Linked DNA regions of Sus scrofa: region 1 is linked to region 2. Evidence: chromatin contacts called from public targeted proximity ligation data. All regions are on one chromosome and are shown on one strand. The core of a region is the stretch at or near the end of the contact, and the rest is flanking DNA. Distances in the headings are between cores, read along the strand shown.

Region 1 (6,272 bases), core at 291-2,790, 190 kb before region 2:
TTCTTCTTGGTCTTTATTTTCCCCCTACACCCGTGGCATGCACAAGTTCCCTGAGCTAGGGATCCAACCTGTGCCACAGCAGTGACAATGCTGGATCCTTAATCCGCTGCACCACCAGGGAACTTCCTGCTTCTCTTCTTCTGCTTCCCCTTACCTCACCAAAAGGAGCCTAAACTGGACAAAGAAGCACAATGCCTCACTCTTAGAAGAAATATAAAACCTATTTCTTAATGGCCCCCTATCTACACACATTCCCTGGGCTCACACTGTCCCATACCAAGACTTCTGACCACAGCTCAGAGTGTTTCCTGAAACTCCACATCAGCTCTCAAACAATGAGCTAGGTCTCACAGCCAGTCTGCCCACAGACAGACAATGCCATGTACTTTCAGACTGGTACTGCAGTTACATGGCACTGCCCTACCAATACTCACCTCGCATTTGACCACTTGCCAAATCAATGAGAACTATTAAGCATCCATTCTGTGCACAGATATTCATGCTCCAGAAATAAGATAACCAAATATTTAAACACCAGAATTAAAGTATGTAGTGTGTTGTTAAACCAAAGAATACATCTGTGTCACTAGATTAAGTCTATTCCTTCAGAATGTCATGGAAAAGTTCATTCATTTCTATACCACCTTATTTCCCAAAAGGCACCTTAGTCAGAAGCCCTGCAATGCCATACAACTCTGGTTAAAAACAAAACAAAACAAAAATCAGAGAAAACACGAAGATTTTTACCAAAAAGCAAAAACGTAACTACCTTCTTTCCACTCTAAGAACCACTAACATACCTTCCAAAGGCAAAAGGGTACCTTTTAAAAACAGAAAGATTCTCCCATTTCTGCCAATAAAATAATGATCTAGCTATATACCAAGCAAGAGACAGAAGACCTGGCTTTGGTTCTCCAGCTATCCCTGGTACCTACAGTGTGAGTCTGGATTCAGTCTCACAGGGTCTCTGCCTCAGTCTCCACAAACGAGAGATGGTCTCAAAAAATGGTCTCATAAAAGATAATGCACAAGAAAGTGCTCCGTAATCTATTAGATATTGTCTTGTCAACCTGCCAATTTATTCCTGTGAACTGATTCCTTCCCTCCAACTCACAGCGACCAAAATGATTTATTTTACAAAGTGTTCATGAGTTATTTGACAGCAGGTGTAAAAAAAAGTCAGAACTAGAAAAGATACTGAATACTTTCACACACACAAAACAGTCTGAAGTTATAGATATAAAGGGTTACAACAAAAAAATGGGTTAGAAAAATGACCCATAGTACATTGCCTTTCCTGGTTCTGGCAAAAATTTGAGCTGGAAAGGCAGGGTATTTAAAAAGGAAAATGAATGACAAACAAGAAATAAAGAATTATTTCAAAATCTCACGAAAGGGTAGTTTGAGAACAAGGGGTCAGGGAAGACTATGTTTTTGTAAGGTCTGACTTGCCCTTTGCTGTGGGTACACTGTCTTTTCATGTGGCCCCAAAGGAATAGTTGAGCCATTGTTGTTGTTGATAATGATGAGCAGATGCTGATGGGATGATTACACATCAACAGTTCTCAGCCTTAGGTCTTGTGTAATTGGGTGTGTCGATCTATGTCACTCTACAGATGGTTATTAAACCAGTTACAACTTCCCTAAATCATTTCACTAGACCTGAACAGCATTCTAGATAGTTATTCTCTGGTACCAACTGAGAAGAGCCACTACCATAAAAAAAAATTTTTTTTAAATAGTTCCAAGGTTTAATCCCTCTTCCTCCCAACACACATACATACACACACACACACACACACACACACACACACACACACAAAGTAGGGATGTCTGTTTAATTCAAAAATCCAAGTTATCAAATTTGAAATTTAAAATTTACCAAAACCATAAATATTTCTTTACTGCAGTGAACATAACAAATTCATTTATTTCAACCTGTCTTGAATAAAAAATATAATCAATTCCCAATTTTCCATCAACAAATGGTATGTGTTCTGGATAATCCGTGTGCCTCAGGAACAAGAACAATCCTGCTATCAAAGCTCTCCTCTGGATGACAGAGCCTGGGGAAACCTAGCTCTCATGATACACAACTGCCAAATTCTTCCTAGTGAGAGAGGTACATCACTGCAATGGGGCTTGATGACAGTGGCCTTTATGGAGAAAGCTCTCAGCTGACCACAGGGCATGGCTGGCCAAATGTCCAACTGGATTGCTGGAGAAGACAAAATGGTCCATTTGGCATTCTGTTGATACTGAGATGTCAAACCTTCAACTAACCGGCCACTCTTGGCAGTAAGCTTTCCTACACCACATACCTGAGAGAACGTTTGTTAAGATGGCTCCCTTGAATGAAAACCACAACTTGTGAAATGCACTACTGTGGAAAAAGCAAGCATACCTTTACATACAGATAGACATAAACAAGCCACAGATTCATATAAGCTTTTAGCCTTAGAATTAGTAAGCTAAACTGAAGTGCATTGCGTGAGTTTCATCATTTTTCTTTCTTTCCCCATAACCATTTGGCAGAGTTAAAATTTTAGCCATCATGCATTTTCTTCCCTAAAATGCATCAGTTACAGTTCCCACAGAAGCTAGCTATGCATTTCCTTGTGGGTGTATGCGTAAAACTACCATAACAAAACATTTTCTATTTCCTCATTTTGATTAAAAGGAAAGAAGAAATGCTAAAGTGCACTTACATAAGTGACAGTGCAAAACTGACACGCCTATCTGTATACATAATTTATAATCTGTTTAAATTTAAGGTTACGATAATAAGGAGAGAAGTGGCAAGAGCATGAAATAAAACTACATTAAGGAGTAGCCCGTGCTATATGCTCTTGAGAGATTTAAGAGAAACTTGAATGAACAACAAAGTCACTTCAGGCCACTCAGGAAGAACTAAGACTCAAGACATTAAAAACAGCTGAGGGAAAGAAAATACTAAGAGATACATACCGAGAACATAAAATGCATGTGAGGAGTTCCCATCGTGGCTCAGCAGACACAAATCTGACTAGCATCCATGAGGACGCAGGTTCGATCCCTGGCCTCACTCAGTGGGTTAATGATCCGGCATTGCCGTGTCCTGTAAGTCGAAGACAGGACTCAGATCTGGTACTGCTGTGGCTGTGGCATAGGCCAGTGGCTACGGCTTCAATTAGACCCTTAGCCTGGGAACCTCCTTATGTTGCGGGTGTGGCCCTAAAAAGACAAAAAATAAAATAAAATAAAATAAAATAAAATAAAATAAAATAAAATAAAATAAAAAAATAAAAAATAAAATAAAATGCATGTAAATGAACATGACATTATGGACTCATTGATAGAACATGCGGAAGTTGTGATGGGTTAAGGTGAGTTAGCCCCATTCTCCAGCCTCCTTCACTATGGGTCAACATTGCTGTCTAGGCAGCATGGACTACTGGTTACTGCAGGCACAGAAAAGCTTTAGGAAAAGCTAACTGACCCATTTGAGGAAAGAATCCTCAACTTCTGCTTCACTGCTGTCATGCTGTAACTAACACAACTAATCAACAGACAATCTTTTCATATCATGGGGAACAGAACACAGATTTAGGGACACTATGGAGCAAGCAATGTGCTATAAAGAAACAAAAACTGCCCTAGAAACTAGACCTGAGTTCTAATCATGTTTTACTATGTACTCACACCATGGGATCTAGAGGAACTCTCTTAAGCCATTTGAGACTTACTGTTCTCATCTGTAAAAATAAAATATCACCAGCCATCCCTCTTTAGCAGATTTCATTTGTAGCTCAAATAAGATCATATTTATAAAAGTAATTATAAACCAGAAAGCACTACTTAATGTAAAATATTCTTATGTAAAATTCCCAATCCAAAATTCTGTGAAAAAGAAAAACTTCACCATCTAGCCCAAAAATGATAAACTATTACATGATTCAAATTAGGTCATATATACCTATGAGACCAGCCTAAATGGAGCTGGGTGTCAGGCTGATATAACCAACTTCAACAAGTCTTTTTTTAATATTTTCCCACTGCTTCCCTAGTGTCTCAACAATGCTCAGGAATTACAAGCAAGAGTGATAATCTCCTACACCACCCCTAGCCTTCTCTAAGCACAGAAATCTGACATATGCCACTTCACATGCCTGATTAGATAAGCTTTCCCAATGCTGAAAGCCAAGTAATTCTAACATTTCAAACCTGATGGCATGAAGACTCAGGAGTGAAAGATGGAAACAAATAAGCCAGCCAAGTAGATCCTCCTTACAAAGTTCTCTAGCTTTGATATGAAATACTAAATAATTTCTTTCTATGAACCAACTGCTTCTGATGTGATAGATGCAAGATGCTGCAAACTGAGCAGACAAAGGGTTACCAAGGCTTTTAATTCACACACAATTAATCCTGCAAACTCTAAATTGCTAGATGATGGTGCTTCAGTCTGTTCTTCAGGTGATCCCAATCTTGCCTTGGCAATGAAGCAGAGTCCAAAGGGGATCATTAAAAGAAATTAAGACAAAGCAGGTTTGGAGACAAGTATTCCCAGACTACGTCTTCCAAAGGAGGAATTGCCATGAATCTAATGAAGTTTAAACTTTAGAGCCCCCTGCACTTGAGCACCTTTCTGTGCCAAGAACCATGCAATTTAGTATGCTGTTTCCAATATTTACAAACAATCCTGTGGGTTAGTTATTACTATTATTCCTTTTATATAAATCAGAAAACTGAGACTTAGAGAAGTTAGGTGGCTTGCCCAATACTCTTAGCTAAGAATCAGAGCCAGGTCTAGCTGGTTCCAAAACTCACCAGCTACACTAGAGTAAACATCAAAATGTAGTTGGAAAGGTATCTAAAAATCATAAACAATCAGCCTTTATTATCATTTATCTCTCATTATCCTTCATACCCCTGGGCATTTTCTCTTTCACCATCCAACCGACAGCAAAAAACAACTAAACCTGAAGGAGAAAGTCCAGTATATCTGAAAAGACCTCCATGTCTGAACATGTATGTTTAGGGAAATGTTTTAAAACAGAAGGGATTAGCTATTGATGACAAACATGCTTCTCTCATCTATTAGTAGAGATGACCATCAACTTTCAGTATCAAAGGAGGTAATAAGGGAAAGGTTCACATAAAAGAAGAAAAACCAAGGTTATCCTCACACTTTTTCTGTGACAATATTTGTAGAAATGCTGCATACAGTTAATATCAAAGTTCCCAGGCCAAGATAGGTTAATCCTGGGCAGTTTTAGTAATTGGCTATGTCCACTGTTCATATGCTGAAGGATTCCAGTCATTTCATATGGTCTTTTATACCCCTTTTGGAAAGATACAATAAGAATACAAGTGAACAGTCAAGAAAAAGCTACCTGCAGTTTAAAAGGCTGGCACCAATGTGAGGCTGGATTCCCATTTTCAATCTTTCAAAACATTTTTTATTGAAAAAAAACCTTACATATTCATTGCTAGTCTTAATCTACTAAAAAATTTCTTGGAGTTCCCACTTGTGGCTCAGTGGTTAACAAACCTGACTAGTATCCATGAGGACGCGGATTCGATCCCTGGCCTTGCTCAGTGGGTTAAGGATCCAGGGTTGCAGTGAGCTGTGGTGAAAGTCGCAGACTCAGCTGAGATCCCAAGTTGCTGTGGCTGTGGTATGGGCCGGTGGCTACAGCTCCACTTCAGCCTCTAGCTTGGGAACCTCCATATGCTGCAGGTGTGGCTCTAAAAAGACAAAAAATAAATAAATAAATAAATAAATTCTTTTAAGATCAAGAAGTATAGAGAGAGACATGCTAAACAACTTTCTCTGGATTTCCACAAACGTAATTCCATTTTCAAAAAGATTTAGGAGTTCCCGTCGTGGCACAGTGGTTAACGAATCCAACTAGGAACCATGAGGTACGGGTTCGATCCCTCCACTTGCTCAGTGGGTTGAGGATCCAGCGTTGCCGTGAGCTGTGGTGTAGGTCGCAGATGTCGCTGGGATCCTGTGTTGCTGTGGCTGTGGTGTAGGCCAGCGGCTACAGTTCCAATTTGACCCCTAGCCTGCCTGGGAACCTCCGTATGCCGCAGGATCAGCCCTAGAAAAGGCAAAAAGACAAAAAGATTTAGAAAGAAATGCAACTCCCCAAAGTAGAATTCTGACATTTAAATAATTTCGACATGATACAAATATTCAGAGGTAAAATGTTAAGAAGAGTAAAACAATACAGAAAAGTTAAATAAATCCAAAACTAAAAAAGTTAACTAAATCCAAAGTTACA
Region 2 (6,396 bases), core at 890-3,389:
CAGCGCCCGCCCCACCTTCAGCATCTCTGGGATGAATGTGACTAGAGCGGCAAATAATACTAGCCAGCATGTGTTGATCACTTTCGTGTGTCGGGTAGTGTTCTAAGTAGTGCAGTGTTATTGTCCTTAATGCTCATGGCAACTCTGTGAAAAAAGCATGATTATTACCCCAGTTTACAAGGGAGGAAATAAAAGCACAAAGAATAACAAAGGAACTTACCCCTCATCTCATAATGTGAGCCTGGACATAACTGTAATTTTTGTGACCTAAAATAGTGAGCACTTCCTAGGTTAGTGGTAATGCAAGTGCTGCCTCATGGGGGACTGGTGTGGTGAGCTCCTCCAATTTATAGCCAGGCACAGAGTGCAGTTCTGTCTTCCCTGGGTAACCTGTAAGTCCGATTCTGTCTCCCAGTGTCATCCATCACGTGCTTTCTATTCCATGAATTCTGAACTTCTTGCAATTCAGAGTTGTTTCACTCTTCCAAGTCTTTGTCCCGCCTGTTCCTTCTGCCTAGAATACCTTTCTCTCCTATTCTTTACCTGGTCAAAACTTACTCATCCCTCAAGTTTCAGTTCACATCCCGGGTTTTGTTTTTTGGTGTTTTTGTTTTGTTTTGTTTTTTGTTTGTTTGTTTTCTGTTTGCTTTTCTTTTTAGGTTTCTTTCCCTAACTCTCCAATCTCAAAATATATACTCTGACTCCAGGCAAATCAAGGGCAGAAAACCTCTTGTTTATCCCTTTCTAATGTTTAGAACCTAGAGTACACAGGAAGTGCTCAGCAGATGTTTATCAACTAAGCTAAACTTGTTGAAAAGTATTGGTTTGGTGTTTTGTTTTTTTGTGTGGTTTTTTTTTTGTCTCTTTGTCTTTTAGGGCTGTGCCTGTGGCATATGGAGGTTCCCAGGCTAGGGGTTGAATTGGAGCTACAGCTGCTGGCTTACACCACAGCCACAGCAACACCAGATCCGAGCTTCATCTGTGATCTACACCACAGCTCATGGCAACGCCAGATCTTTAACCCACTGAGCAAGGCCAGGGATCAAACCTGCATCCTCATGGATGCTAGTCGGGTTTGCTAACCACTGTGCCACGATGAGAACTCCAAAAAGTATTGTTGAAGATTGAGTGTTATGTTGGATTTGTATTCCTGCTAGCCTCTACTCGGTATTCATTGAGTGTATTTACAGTAAATAAAATGATTCTATGGAGGGTATTGGTATATTAATTAATTGTTTAGGATAGATAACTGAGAAGTCGAGTATATTTATTTATTTATTTATTGTCCTTTTGCCTTTTATAGGGCTGCTCCTGCAGCATATGGAGGTTCCCAGGCTAGAGGTCTAATCGGAGCTGTAGCCACCAGCCTACACCCCAGCTCACGGAAACACCGGATCTGTAACCCACTGAGAAAGGCCAGGGATCAAACCCGCAACTTCACAGTTCCTAGTCAGATTCGTTAACCACTGAGCCACGACGGGAATTCCTAGTATATTTATTTTTAATAGTGAGTTTAAAGGGAGATAACTTTCTACCTAAACTGGGATGATAAAATTATAAATGTTAAGTAAGGAAAGAAAGCAGAGACCTTTTAGAATATTTGACAGGATTTATTAAGATCATATTAACAGCTAATAATAATACTTATTGAGTGTTTATTATACACTAGGTACTTTTTAGACGCTGAACATATTTTATTTCAGATCTTTATAGGTTCATTTTCCTAGCTTATGAGATAGGCATTATATTACATCCATGATATGAGAAAAGAGACCAAGACGCAACCTGAAGAAAGCTGTGCAGTAAAGTAGCAGAGCTACGATAAGTCCCAGAGTCAAGCTTCTTGGAAAAATAAGAGGACCGTTCAGAGAAGGAGAGGTTTACATTAATGAAACGTGTGCAATTTGGGTTCATGCAGCGAATCAAAATGGCAAATGCTATAGAAAAGTCATGGAGGGGTGGGGGTTTGTGGCCTTAAGGCCTAGAGAAGGCCTCCACTGCCCTCTCTGTTTACACATTTTTAATAATGTTGTCTTTAACATGAAAGTGCCAGCAAAATCAGCTGCAGTATTTGCTTAATCATAGTCTGAAGCTAGCTTTTCCTGGCAGTCTGAGTCCAACCACAGTGAGTCAGTCTGTTGAGGCCCCACCCAGCCTGGCAAATTTTTCCACTTGGGCCTTGGAGTCTGGGGGGCAGGGGGCAGTGAGTCCTAAAAGGGACTTTTCTGCCTTTATGGAGATCTGAGTTATCATGGCCTGGGTTTCTGTTCTGGTTTAGGTGGGTCTGGGTCATGTCAATGCTGCCTTTAGGCCCAGCTATTTCAAGTACTTCTTGAGTTTCTCTGTAATTACAGCCTTGGGAAATGCATGCCACTGGTGAAGTGAATTTTCTTTCTTCCCTTTTTTTAAGCTCCTCAAACTGCAGTGCCCCAAACAGACTGGTTTTGATTTCACTAGTATCTTGAGACTTTCAAAAAGTTACTAGGTGAGAAGGAAAGGGGGTAAATTCTAAACTTTCAGCTATCGTAAGCACAGGATTTTTTTCTTATTAAATGTAACTTTTCAGAAGGATTCCACACAGTCATTCCACCAAACCTGGGCAACCATTTTCATTCCTAAGCAACAGTGCCAAAAATAGGCATCAAATCAATTACTTATTCTTAAGAACTATGAGTAAAAGGAATGATTCAAGTGCTGTAGAGGACACAGAGAGGTATACACTCTGATAGAGGACCTAAGAAATTTAAATTATACAAAATTTAATTTAGGAGTTCCCATCGTGGAGCAGTGGTTAACGAATCTGACTAGGAACCATGAGGTTGAGGGTTCGATCCCTGGCCTTGCTCAGTGGGTTAACGATCCGGCGTTGCCGTGAGCTGTGGTGTAGGTTGCAGACGCGGCTCAGATCCCACGTTGCTGTGGCTCTGGCGTAGGTCGGTGGCTACAACTCCAATTAGACCCCTAGCCTGGGAACCTCCATATGCCACGGGGGCAGCCCTAGAAAAGGCAAAAAGACAAAAAAAAAAAAAAATTTAATTTAAATAACATCTAAGTCACCAGTGGAATGGATTACAAGATTAGAATAATTGCCAATCAAATGTATGTCTTTAAAACCTCAATGTAGGACAAAACATTTTTTCCTAATTTGTATTCATACATATATGTAAACCTTACAAAGTTATAAATATTGACTCACATTTGGTTATACAAAGTAACTTTATCAAAAAGAATGAAATTTTAAAAATTGAACAACCCTGAAAATTCCAGCAGATGTGGTTACTAACACAGAAAAGACCACTTTTACAGAGAAAATGGCACTTGAATAATTCTTCTTATTTTTTTATTATCTCCCTTCTGTCCCCTTATTAGAACTTGGTTTCTTCTCCTCTTCACTGTAGGAAGAGAAGCTCTATCTTTCTTCCTGTGGACCCTGAGGAATTTCCATTCCAATGATAAAATGTTTAAATAACAAAAATAGGAAGTTCCCTTGTGGTGCTGTGGGTTAAGGATCCGGTGTTGCCGCTGCAGCTGTGGCACAGGCTGCAACTGTGGCATGGATTCAGTCCCTGGCTGAGAGAACTTCCACATGGTGTGGTGCAGCCAAAAAATAAAAAATAAAAAAAGTAAAATAAGAAAAATAATTATGTCAGTTACTGTTTATTGAGACAATGTGCAAACCTCTGTGAATGCACTTGATTTGCATTTTCTTATTCAGTTCTAAAAACAGTCTTTTAAGGTTAGTACAACCATTGTTTTCGTTTATCCAGAGAGGGACACTGAAGCTATGAGAAGACTGATTTCCAGTGATTGTTGGGAAGAACTAAAGCTGGGATTTTTTTTTTTTTTTTTTTTTTTTTTTTTTGCCTGTTGTCTTTTTTTTAGGGCCGCACCCGTGGCACATGGAGGTTCCCAGGCTAGGGGTGTAATCAGAGCCATTGCTGCCGGCCTATGCCAGAGCCCCAGCAGCACCAGATCCCAGCCACATCTGCGACCTACACCACAGCTCACGGCAACACTGGATCCTTAACCCACTGAGCTAGGCCAGGGATCAAACCCGCAACCTCCTGGTTCCTAGTCTGATTCGTTTCCTCTGCACCACGACGGGAACTCCTAAAGCCGGGATTTTAACTGCAGTGTACTGATTCCAGAACCTGAACTCTCAGCCACAATTTCAGTACGCCTCTCTTTGGACAGCTGATCCCCTTATGCATCTGTTTGCAACCTAGGTACCAGGGCTGTTCGAGCTGTTAGATGCACAGTGATTAAGCATGAACACGTGAAAAGATGTGTGTTGAAGGATGAATGTTTATTCAGTATTTGCCTACTAAAAATATTAGAAATAATCTAATTATTCATCAAGGTGAGGATTGATTATTTCAGGCATGGTGTAAGCATACAAAAGAGTATCATAGAGCAATGAACTGACTTGGAAGGATGTTTATACTAACAATAACAAATTTAAGGTTAAACAATAATGTGAATATTCCATTAAATAAGACCTCATTTTGAGGAAGAAAAACAGAAATGTCTGGAAGGATATAAACCAAAATATGTATTGTGATTACCATGGGTGATGGGATTAGTCATGTTTTTTTTTGCCGCCTTTATAACTTTTTGAATTATTTGAATTTTTAATAATGTATGTTCATTTCATTTATTTAATCATTCAACAAATATTTCTAAAGTATTTTACTATGTTGTACAAAGCTTACTATGTACAACATAATGTCATAGGCACTGCAAATATAAGAATGGTTAGGCAGGCATGGTTCCTACCTCAGAGAGTTTACAGATGAGCCAATTACAACAGAAGGTAATGATTACAATAAAAGCAAAGAGTTCTTCACATTATACAGCTGGGCCCCTAAACTCGGTCCAAAGGGCAGGAGAATTCAGGATACATTTCCTAAGGAAACTAAGAATTGGCCACTAATATGGGCTGGGAGTCGAAGAATGAACATTCCTTGAAGAGAAAACAGTGTAATCAAGATTTGTATAAGAGAAAGAACTATACTAAGTTAATATCCTAGAGCATGGGTGCTAGGAATTGAGGCTGGATTGCAGGGGGGTGGCGCACATAAGGGCTTTGCAGGTTATGCAAAGGCTTTTAAATTTTACTGGAGCCTTGTGGGAACTGCCGAAAGCTCTTAAACAGGGAGGTGTCATGATCAGATTTTCCTTTCAGACACATCTTTTTGGCCTCTGTATGGACTCTGGATTAGAGGAGTCAAGGGTAAGGCGGAGAGGGCATTTAGGAGGCTGCTGTGGTATTTGAGGCAAAGGTTGGTGGTGATGACAGTATAGCAGTGAGACGCATGGGTGGATGCCAGTGAAAGAGATTTCAGAGGCAGAAGTGACAGGACTAAGTGACTGATGGATGTATGACCAGTGAGGAAGAGAAAGCCCAACTATAACCTTCCACCAATTCCTCTCTCCATTTCCACCCCAGGCTAGGTTGTTACTCTGTTTAAACTTCTGGAGAACCTTGCACTTTTGCTTTAATAACATGATGTATTTGTTCAAACTCTGTCTTTTCTGTTAGAATCTGAGCTCCACAATCGCAGAAACAGGGTTTGTCTCATTGCCTTCTAGATGTAGTGATTAGTATGGTGCCTAGTACATAGTAGGCTTGCTTTTTTCTTTCCTCTTGTGTTTTGGGTGAATGATAGTAAGCATTATTACTTGGGCAACTAGTAGTTGATGCCATCCTCTGAGAAAGGGAATGACTAGAGTAGGCACATGGAGTTCTTTTTATAATCATTAAAAAGATTGATTGGTGGCTCAGTGGTAACGAACCTGACTAGGAACCATGAGGTTGTGGGTTCGATCCCTGGCCTCACTCAGTGGGTTAAGGATCTGGATTTGCTGTGAGCTGTGGTGTAGGTGGCAGATGCAGCTCCGATTAGACCCCTAGCCTGGGAACTTCCATATGCCATAGGTGCAGCAGTTAGATGAGTTTCATTTTTGCAAAGAAATTAAAGAGATCCTTTGTGTTCTGAAGGAGCTCTAATCTAATTGCTAGATAGTCAAACAGATATCCAATAAGAGTGGATATGTAATGCTGAGGAGGCCCTCGGGAGGAGCCCTTACCCAGACTTTAGGGTCAGATAGGCTTCCTTTACCAGGTCATATTTAAATCAAGTCCTTAAGGGATAGTTGGAAGTAGTTAAGTCAGAGCTGAGTGGGAAGGAAACAGGAATGACTTAGCAGGCTGACGCTGCGACCCATGAAAAGTCCTGGAGGCAACAGAGAGCCAAGTACAGAAATAGGAGGCTCTTTGTCATGGCTGGAGCCCTAGAATGTTAGTTGAGGTTCACTTTGGTTGTATGTCCCCCATTATGCCCCAGCTCATGGTCAAAGTCTTATTGCTACAGCCGTGGTCGTCCATGGTGAACT

Evidence for each region.
Region 1: a targeted proximity ligation map of alveolar macrophages shows a contact between it and region 2. A contact is called at or near these places in 1 of 47 Hi-C or Micro-C datasets (embryonic fibroblasts) and 1 of 2 datasets of targeted methods (alveolar macrophages).

What each region holds. Positions count from the first base shown.
Region 1 is chr4:100,996,804-101,003,075 of Sscrofa11.1, reverse strand. All of the region lies in intron 1 of NOTCH2 (neurogenic locus notch homolog protein 2), which reads right to left. Among named protein-coding and RNA genes, the nearest start is that of NOTCH2, 48 kb to the right of the region's middle.
Region 2 is chr4:100,806,279-100,812,674 of Sscrofa11.1, reverse strand. The region is part of intron 3 of LOC100624559 (myomegalin); the gene reads left to right. Among named protein-coding and RNA genes, the nearest start is that of NOTCH2, 140 kb to the left of the region's middle.